Regions from separate parts of the Hordeum vulgare genome. Here region 1 is linked to region 2. Evidence: chromatin contacts called from public Hi-C data. All regions are on one chromosome and are shown on one strand. The core of a region is the stretch at or near the end of the contact, and the rest is flanking DNA. Distances in the headings are between cores, read along the strand shown.

What was found. A called contact is a pair of places that touch in the nucleus more often than the background predicts.
Region 1: a Hi-C map of seedling shows a contact between it and region 2, with 3 times the contacts expected there. The contact joins the promoter of LOC123448949 here to the promoter of LOC123448946 in region 2. A contact is called at or near these places in 2 of 6 Hi-C or Micro-C datasets (leaf and seedling).

Annotation. Positions count from the first base shown.
Region 1 is chr4H:459,037,661-459,042,894 of MorexV3_pseudomolecules_assembly, reverse strand. It overlaps LOC123448949 (pentatricopeptide repeat-containing protein At5g02830, chloroplastic), which reads right to left and starts at 2,895. Exons shown (of 12, transcript XM_045126002.1): 1 at 2,154-2,895; 2 at 1,075-1,162; 3 at 663-867; 4 at 37-144. The coding sequence starts at 2,748.
Region 2 is chr4H:458,284,206-458,289,493 of MorexV3_pseudomolecules_assembly, reverse strand. It overlaps LOC123448946 (mitogen-activated protein kinase 5), which reads right to left and starts at 3,924. Exons shown (of 5, transcript XM_045125998.1): 1 at 3,471-3,924; 2 at 3,081-3,210; 3 at 2,838-2,975; 4 at 2,222-2,738; 5 at 1,077-1,492. The coding sequence starts at 3,622. The coding sequence ends at 1,320.

The sequences.
Region 1 (5,234 bases), core at 1,646-4,145, 750 kb before region 2:
CTATGAACAGCAACAATAGGGTAGAAGATGCATTACTTGCATATGCTTGTAGACCGAAAAATTGTAGCTCATGCTGTGGGCATTCGCATTCATAAGGCTGTTGAAGACATGGGTATTTGGAGTAATCTTCTCAGCAAGCAGCCCCTGTGTAAGAGACATACATATGAGTGAAGGTTGAGCCTGACTACCAAAAGTACAGCATTTGCTTACAAAAGGTGAGCACAAGGTAGTAGTATTTCATTAGATGCATATTGTTAATTGCAGAAGTTTTTTCCTTCATATAATTTCCGCTTTTGTTGGTTCTTATGGCCCAGCTCAAGGAATATGCATAGATCTCTCTTCTGGAGAACATCTGAGGTTTGGACGCAACTGAAAGGATTAAGGAAGAGGAGCTTGTTCAGAAATTTACCGGTGTACTAAAATTTCTTGTTTACCATCCTAAATAGTACGGTTTCTTTTACCAGAAATAGTACATTTCTAAAGATGTTTTTAACTTTTTATTGATTTATGTCTAGGAGTTTCCCAATTGATGAATCATTATGGAGCTAACAGCACCTGTGATTTATGGTACTCTGGAATGTGTTCACCTAGATCATCATATAGCTTCTCCACTTTTACCTATATGAAAGTATAAATTTGAACTGCGATCACTAGTACCATACCTCAAATATGATCCGAGCCTGTACAGAAGAACCACAATGACTACATATATCAATGATACTTCGGCACGCAAACATATTGATACCTCCCAACTGGTCCTTGAGTGCTCCAAAGACCTTTAGGGCATATTTCAATTCCTTTCTTTTCCCAAATGCTTCCATAGTATTGCAGAGTAGAAGTTGGGAGTGCGGAAAGATACGTGCATACCTACATGTCAAAGGCAATGCATGAGCAGGTATGAAAATAACCAAAAGCGTAGGAAAATCTAATATGTCACAAAGTGAAATTCCTAATCATTGGAAAGCATAGTTTCCAAATCGATAATTGATTTTTATATATACAAAAATCTGCCACAAGAAAGTGCCATTGGCAAAAGTAAGACTAAATGACGAGAAATGTAGCAAGTATGATCACCTGATCGCCATATCTGGATCTCGCTTCCTAACGAATATTTTCAGTACATCCATTGGATCCACGATGCCTTTAACAAAGAATCCACATGCTAAAAGAAAAAGAACAAAGAAAAACATTAACAGCAGTAACTTCAAACTAACATGGGCATCATAAGTATATCACCATCCAAAGCATGAATAGCAGAAATCCATGGATAAAAAAACTGCACGTGAATAATGTTATGCCCTGGGTGGAGTAATCAGCAGAACAGTGAGTGCCACTCCAACTGTAATTCATAGCTAAATCGTACTTACATGTAACATGTGACTACAAAACACACAACCAACAGGCCTTAAGTCATATCATGTTTGCACTCGAGCATGGCAGAGAATATGTTCCTACCAAGTTCCTTAAAAGTTCAGGAAGTAACTAAAATAGGGCCAAATTAAAATACAAGGATAATTCTACATATACATAAAAAAGTATCCTCCTGCACACTGAACATTGGATGTGTGACTGCTAAATAAAACGAATAAATTGTACTACTTGAAGCGATGGGCAAATGTATATTATATGAAACTGATCAAGAAACATGATACAGTGCTAATGTTAGAATGACACCACAATGTCTTGTATGTTAACAAGTAGTATAATCATTCATATGACAGATATCACTATAAGAATCCAGCAGGATGCCGTGTAGAAATAACACCACCGTCTACAGGAATAACATCATGAACGAAAAATAGCAACAACCCCATGATTTAAGAACTCCTATTTGGCAAATAGAAATGGTACTTCCGAAACAAAACAGCTACTGACTACCATATCAAATGGTAATAAGTGCAGCGTGCTGATGTAACATCTGAACTCTACTAGTAGGTACAGTCTGTGCACGTTACTTTTTACTCTAGGAACTAAGAGCACTAAAGCATCTAACAGCAAAACCTAACAGTAACTGTGAAGTTACAGCATCTGCACAAACCAACTTTAAAAGCAGGGTAAAGGAGTGATGATTGGAGAGCACCAAATCCCGATTGGTGTACCACCAAGCTTGATGAAACACACAGGATAAGGAGGTTCGAGGCGACATTACTTACAAGCTAGGGCCTCGATGGCCTCCACAAACTCCGCCATGATGCGGTCGTCCAGCAGCTTCCGGCAGGCGGCTGCGATGGCGTCGGACGCATCAGCGTCGAGCATGACGGCGGCGTGGACGCCGATGCGGTCGGCGTCGCGGAGAAACTCGAGCACGTGGGGCAGGCCGTGCTCGCGGAGCGCGGCGACGACGCCGCGCGAAAGGAGGCGCCAGTTGATGCGGGCCGCGAATCCGGCATCGCCGGAGGCCGCGCGGAGGCCCTCTGCGGCGATGAGGAAGTCGCCGAGGCGGCCGGCGCCGGCGAGGTTGGAGGCGACGCGGGAATAGTAGTCGATGGCGGAGGGGTTGCTGCCGACGTCGGAGAGCAGCGGGAGGACCTTGCCCTTGGGGTTGGAGTTAGGATTGCCATTTGGTGTGGGGGTGGGAGTCGCGGACTGCAGACGGCCGACGTCGGAGAGGAGGGGGATGACCTTGGCCTTGGGATTGGGGTTGGGATTGGCACTGGGGGCGGAGATGGTGGTTGCCGACTGCAAGCGGCTGCGGCGGCGGCGCGGGGGAGGTGGTGGCTGTGGGGAGGAGGTCATGGCCATCCCCATGTTGACTGGCAAAGGCTGAGGAGCTGGGGGATTGGAGGTAGAAGAGCCAAGCCAGAGCAGTGCGACTTGGACGGTGGGGCTTTCATGGATGGCGCGGATATTTTCGTTCGGATAGGTGCCGTCCCCCGACTGCAATGCACGCCGGCCTCTGAACACAACTCTGAATGCAGGAAATCTATCAGTCTAGAGAAAGTTTTGTAGGGCAACTTCAACGCGGATCTGGCCTCCGAACACAACTCCAATATGCTGATCTATTTCGTCCGTCCTCCTCGTCCGTTTGGATCGGTACAAACAAAAGAAAAGACCCAACGCACCGACGCATTTACGGTACAAATTTGCGCTTAAATGCGTCGGCATGGACGCCACGCGCGTTATTTTGGTGTCCGTCGCGTCCCACCTGACGATCGTTCAACTACCCGTGATCTACCTAGTCAACTTAATTTATGACTTCGGGCCCACGCGTCAGCGACGACGGTCGTCATTTTTCAAGCCGACCGTGTGGCGGAGCCGTCCCCTGTGCCAGCCCTACGCCGACACTCATTGACCTCACGGTCCCCGAGGACGACGACGACGCCGCCTAGGGCATCGCGCCGCCTCATAGTTTAGTTTGTTTTTAAATTTTTTAAATGCAAATATGGACACGTGGACTCTTGCCGGCCTTCGTGGTCAGTTTTATGTTTAATTAATGTTGTTTTTATTTTAAATATGCATGTTTTTTTTCGCGTCGTCAAAATGGATCGGGCCAGTGTTGGACGCATGCGTTGACCCAAACGCGAAAGCGGACGTTCATGTCCGCCTGGCCAATCCAAATGGACAAAAGAACACATAAAATCGCCGTCCGTTTGGATCGGCGCGTTGAAGTTGCTTTAAATACAACAAATCTACTACCTCACGTCCTTTTCACTTTGCGTATAAGATTTGCTTGAAAGAAACATCATAAATTTGATCAACTTTATAGAAAAATATCAATATTTATAATACAAAATCAATACTCTGCTGTTCACTTTTATAAGACGATGGAGCCATTTCGGACAACAATCAAAACAGTTCAATGTGTGTTGTTTGAAACGTCTTATAAAAAAGGAGGAAGTATCATTATTAGATGTGTCAGGAATTAAAACTTTATATTATACAATTTTAGTATTGTTGATGTTACTATTTTTTTATAAATATGATCAAACTTTACGAAGCTTAACTTCAAATAAATTTTATAAGCAAAGTTAAAAAGTTGGGAGGGAGTACCAAACTAGGAAAAGTTTCATATGACAACTTTAACGTGGATCATCAAATCACTCTTCAATTTAGTGTTACGGGTCTTCGGCGTATTTAACAGAAAATTACCACATTGAGGATTTCGGTCCGATAGAACCACCACATTTTTACCATCAACAAAAATGTACCATATCAAGCTAATTGAGGCTGTGTTTGGTTCAGCTTTTGTTACCAACTTCTGTTTTGAAAAGCTAAAAGCTAACCAAAGGGGTAAATGTTCAAAGCAGCTTTTGAAAATCTGTAGCTTCTTTCTAGTGTAAATTTCAAAGTTGGGGTACCCCAACTTTCCAGCTTCCAGCTTTTACACAGCAGCTTTTCCACATCAACTTTTTCAGAATCTGTAACTCAACCAAACACAGCCTGAGTGGCAAAAACTATCACTTTAGGGTAGTGGCCATTTTGCTAATTTTAAACCAGATTATGACACATGTGGCCCACATGTCAGGGACACGTGGGCCTAACGCCAAACGGCACTCACCTGGTCGCCGTTAGACCCGCACGCTGTCGGATAAGGTCAAAGTGGCCGACTAGCTCTCCTCCACCCCTCCATCTCTCATTATCCCAAGCTCACCCACTCTCTTCCACGGGGCGGCGGCGGCCATGACGGCGGCGGCCATGACGACGGTGGCGAATTGTTTGGCGGCAAAGTGCTCATCGTGGATGGCGGCAGCATTGACAGGTTCTTTGAAGTGGATACCTAGTTAGGGACCGCCAGTTTTGCGGCGCATTAGCCTTCCCGGCCAGATTTATAGTCATCCCACAAACTGTTGCGGTCGTCGCTGGTGCCTCTACCTCCGACGATAGGAAGCACACCTAGAGGTTGGTGCAAGCTTGCTTGTCCTATGAACGGTGAGAAGTATGGTCAGCCCATTTGTCCTTGTCTTCTTGGTGGTGTTGAATTCGATAATTAGCGGGATATTTAGGTTACTAGTACACTTGTATGATCTATTAGTAGTTTTAACTACTTTTAGGGCATGTATGATCTATTCTGGTAGGTGTCGTCCCCCGTCTGCACTACATGCCGACCTCTGAACACAACACTAAATGCAGGAAATCTACCATACTAGGGAAAGTTTCAACCGCAACTACAACGCGGATCCGGCCTCCGAAGTCCGAACACAACTCTCATACCGAATGCAGCAAATCTACTACCTCACGATCCTTTTCACTCGGCATATAAGATTTGCGTGAAGTAAAAACATGGTAAATTTCGA
Region 2 (5,288 bases), core at 2,675-5,174:
TCGCGATTCTGAATCGGATCGGAGCTCCGTTGGTAGGAACGTGAATCGTAGAATCATAACTACGAGGATCATAGAAACTTAGATTCTATGAGCAAAATCGTAGAATCGGAGGGGTTAGTTTGGATCGTAAAGTCGTAAGATTCTAAGACTTGAGTCGCGATTTTGACAACTGTGCACGCCGCTACCATGACCGGATGTGCACCTCCCAACAACTGGCACCTCTCTGTCGACCGTGTGCCCACCTCATCGATCCTTGTGAGCAGTCGAACCTGACGCGAGGAGATTGCCCGTCGCCGAGCCGGACGCTGGTCGTCCACAGGTGTTTGTGGACGGAGACCTTCCCGTGCATGCCGGAGCACATGCACGACAGGGCGTGGTCACCGTCCCCGCCACGGGAAGAGGTGGTGCAGGCTCCAATGCAGGCGCCTCCGGTCGCGCCTCTCGCCTGGCAGGGGCCGCCGGCCCATTTGTGGCAGCCCCCGCCCTACATCGACCTCACGGACGACGAGAACGACGACGATGCCGACAACTGATGTCAACGGCGGCCACGACGGCGACGGGCTTCTACTTTTTTTTGTCATTTTAGTTTTAAGTTTGTTCTAGAAGACGCTGAACTTGACTTTGGACCGCTATTTTGTTAATATTTTAAGTATGTAAGTTTGTTTTGCTCTATCCGGCAAACTGGAGCTTGGGTATAGGTTGCCGGTGTGTAGGTGTAGCATAGTTTGAGATGGGGCGGTCTCGTTGGACGAACTCATGACAGCCCGACCACAAGCAGACATTCGTGTCCGTTTCTCAGTCTCAAACGGACGAAAACCGAATAAAACAGACGTCCGAATAGGGTCGTGTCGTGGAGTTGGCCTCTCCTCTACCGTCTAAGATGCTATCACCACCACCCCTGCCCCGTCCGGGATGCGTATGCACTCACGTTGAGATTCCTGCAACTGTAAGAAATATTATGATCCAAACGGTACTCCAAGGTCCTGTAAGAAACATAGTGATCCTAAATACGTCTGCCTTTCATCTATAGAAACATAAACTGCATTCTCAATATCAGGTGAGCATCCACCTGAGTGTAGTAAAATCCATTTCTTCATAAACTAGAGAATGATTTGCTCTCAAATCATACTCCAAACATTTTATTCGCACAGCCGAGGGACAGAGGTCTGAAGCAGCAGCAACAACTTACACGGAACAAACAAACAAATGCAGTGCACAATCTACCCTGTTTTTTTTAACCCCGTTCTTCGATCTTACTCCTATTTACAGACAGTTTTACACCGAAAGCGTACTATTGAGGGTAACTAGGAATGAATCTTCTAGTATCGGAAGTTGGGGTTCAACTCCAGAGCTTCGTTGAATATGAGCTGCTTCATCTGGTCTTCCGTCAGAGGGTGCTGCTCGAAGTCGAAGGAGAAGGGGTCCGTGCATATGGGCTCGTCGGCAACGTCGTGAAGCCGCTCTAGGTACGGGTGCTCCAGCGCCTCTTCAACTGCATCACAAGAGCAATTTCAGTAAGAATCCACATCAGTCAGCCACCAATTAACTGATGAAACATAACTTTCTACGTGACAAGAGCAGTTTCAGTGAGAATCCACATCAGTCAGCCACCAATTAACTGATGAAACATAACTTTCTACTACATGACAAGAGCAGTTTCAGTGAGAATGCACATCACTCAGACATCAAGTATAACTGTAGAAAAATAAAATCTACTACTACTTCCTAGCCTTCCCTACTATTCCCTGGCCGACGTCTCAAAAAGCTACTCCTATTATTGCTGTTGTGAAACAGGTGCAGGAATCTAGCCTTTGACAGTAGCTGCAGCAGATCTCTCCCATTCACATCTTTTGCCAAAAACAGATACGTTTTCTTCTAAAAAGAGAGTGATTCTGCACTACACGCATAGTCCTTGCCGTCAACAGCAGATACTATAGCTCCAAAGATAGGCAAAGATCTTTTCTTAATCAAGTGGGCGGGACACATGGTTTTTGCCTAAAAAGGGAGCACATGTCCACATGCAGTAAACTTAAAAATAGGGGTCGAAGTGGCGGCAGATTGCATCTACTCACGCTATTGTAGACATAACCAGCACAAGGATGGTTTAAGCACTGACACTGACCCCAACACTGGCCGTACAAAGCCAGTCAAAAAAACACGGCGCTACGAAATTGACACGTGAAGATCAAAGCAGAGTGACGCGGACGTGGGACGCACGCACCTGTGATCCTCTGAAGCGGGTTGAAGGTGAGCATCCGCTCTATGAGGTCGAGCGCGGCTGGCTGCACCTTGGGGAACTGGCCCGGGAACGGCCGGCGAGGGAACTGCGGCAGGTGCCTCATGTATCTCCTGGCGTCCTCGTTCCGGATGAAGCCCAGGTCGTCGTCGGTGGGGGTGCCGATCACCTCCGTGATGAGCCGCATCTGGTGCATGTGGTCCCTCCCCGGGAAGAGCGGTGCGCGGTTGATGAGCTCCATGAAGATGCAGCCGACCGACCAGACGTCGATGGCGGCGGAGTAGTCGGTGGAGTTGAGCAGCAGCTCCGGGGCCCGGTACCACCGCGTGACCACGTACTCCGTCATCATGTCGCTCTCCGACGACGGCCGCGCCAGGCCGAAGTCGCAGATCTTGAGGTCGCAGTTGGCGTTCAGCAGCAGGTTGCTCGGCTTCAGGTCGCGATGGATCACGTTCGCCGAGTGGATGTACTTGAGACCGCGCAGCAGCTGGTACAGGAAGTACTGGAAGCCACCCAAGAACACCACGGCGCATGAATATACGGATCAAATCGTCACGAAATATGAAAAAAATCGCTCTTCATTCAGAGTATGGAGTAGTACCTGGCAGTGTTCTTCTGAGAGTTCTTGGTTGGAACGGATGATGTGGTGAAGGTCCGTGTCCATGAGCTCAGTGGCGATGTAGACGTCGTTGAAGGACTGCGGGATCGCCGGCGGGATCACGTCTCGGAGGCCTACTATCTGCGTGTGGTGTCCATCAATACAGCGTAACAGGTTAGCCCTGAATTGTCGAATTCAGTGAGATGCATACGCACATCTGAAGCGGAAGAGGTAGATGTTGCTTACGTTCTCGTGGTCGAGGTGCTTGAGGAGTTTGATTTCCCGGAGCGTGCGCTTGGCGTCCATGTTGTTGTCGAAGGCGTTTGCGATCTTCTTGATTGCCACCATCTCCCTCGTCTCGAAGTTCATCACCGAGCTGTGCCCACGCAACCACAAGTGCAATTTCAGGACCAGATTGGTTAAACAACCACCAACCACAGAGCACCGACAGATCAACACATACAGTATTAAACTAGTGTTGTTGTTTACAGAAAGGAGTGAATTGGCCTAATCCTATCTTTCCCCATGGCCCGAACTAATCCCCCTCTGTTTTCCGATCAGGGCAGCAACGGCTTGAAGAACAAACCTGGCAAGAAACCGGTGGTGATTGAGGAGGAAAAGATGGGGCGAACGTACCAGACGATCCCGTAGGCGCCGCGGCCGATGGGCATGATCGGCGGCTGGTACTTGGCCGTGATCTCGAACTGGTTGCCGAATATGTTGTAGAGGAGGAACCGGCCGCCGTGCGTCATCGTCGGCCGGAACTCGGCCACCGGAGCGCCGTCCATTCTCAAACAGCCAAGAACCAAACCGAGATCAGCCAAGAATCCCCTCCCCTCCCCTCCTCTCCTCTCCTCTCCTCTCCTCCCAAAACCCAATCACAGGCCAAGCGCAACGGGGATGAGGCCGAGCTGATGATTGACTTTGTCCTGGCTCTGGATTCTTGTAGGGGTGGAAGAGGGGAGAATTATAAATAGAGAAGGGCGGCTCCGCTAATGCTCTCGGCCCAGCCGAGGAAGGAAGGTAGCGAGAAAGCGAGCGAGAGCGGGCGCGCGCGCACGCACGCCGCTGCTGTGCTGTGCTGGTGCGCGCAGTCTCTCTGGCTCTTTTCTGCGCGTATCGCCCGGGAATTGAGGGGATGGTGCCGGGACGGACGGAGGGTCCGATGGAGTCCGTCTCGTGGCAGCGCGCTCATCGGACGGCTGGGGAAGGGTCAACGGTCAACCGGTATCTGCTGCTGCTTCTCTTGTATGGACGCGCGCTGCACGCACCAACCGGATCGGGCTGGGCTGGGAGCGGCGTGGCTGACGGGTGGGGCAGCGGCTGTCAGTTTGTGTGGATTGCGCGTGTCGCAGGGGCGTGGAAATCCAGGGGCCGATGGGGACGGAGCGGATGGATGGTAGTAGCCGACGCGCTATTATTTGCTTGGCGAGTCATGCTCCGGTGTGGTGTGGTGTGGTGTGGTGCCATTTGACCCACCGGTTTTTTTTTCTCTCTGGCTTTTCTTCGGCACCGTGGAAACGCTCCGGTTGGGAAGTCTAGGCTCGAAATCCGGAGACGGAAGTCCTGCGTCCCGTTCAAGGAGGGGACGCGCGCCGTGAGTGATTCGTTACTCTCTCTCTCTCTCTCTTGCCCATGCAGGCCACAAGGTTTACTGTGGTAAGCAATTTTTGTTGGGGTGGAATTGCTCACCTCAAGCAACTCCTCGGTGTACCTTTTGCTGTGTAAATCATAACTACGGTCTCCTATAAGCTGTCTGGGCCACAAGGAGTGACTTTATTTTTGAAAGTGTATCGTCTAGCCTTTATGCTACACTTCCAGAAGGAAATTCAAGGAGAAGCTAAAATGGATCATTTACATGACTCACAGGAAGGACTATGATCTTTTGAAGATTGGGTTCAAGCTTTCCGTTGATGCGTGATGCTCTATTTATTGTATACTCTCGAAGGGCCGCAGCTGTATTTTATTAGAAGGAACATAATTAGTACAAGGTTTTATAGTCTATGCGATCTAGACTGAGCACTACAGAAGCAAAACCTCATAAATATAACAACCAACGGCTAAGCAAGATCGATTATCAAACCGGCCGATTTTCAGGAGAGAATATCCTCATGGATAGACTGGAAGACCTGGAAAGCCGAGGAAATTTTGTTGTCAAAAATTCGGGCGCTGCGCTCCTTCCAAAGCTTTCAGTGCACCAGAATAACCACCGTCTCGAAGTTCCTCTTAGCATTCTTGTGCACCTTCTCCCTGGCCCGCAACCACCACTCCTCGGTAGAGCCGAAGGCCAAGACTAGGATAGGGAAGTCCACACCTGATCACGCTCTGAGCCTACCCCAGACCTCACTTGTATACTACTCTCTAACTCTAGCTTAGTTTAGATCTTGTGTATAGCTTTCTTTCTTTCTGCCTATCTAACTTTTTTGCTGTTTGCTGGTTTGTTTGTATAGTTTT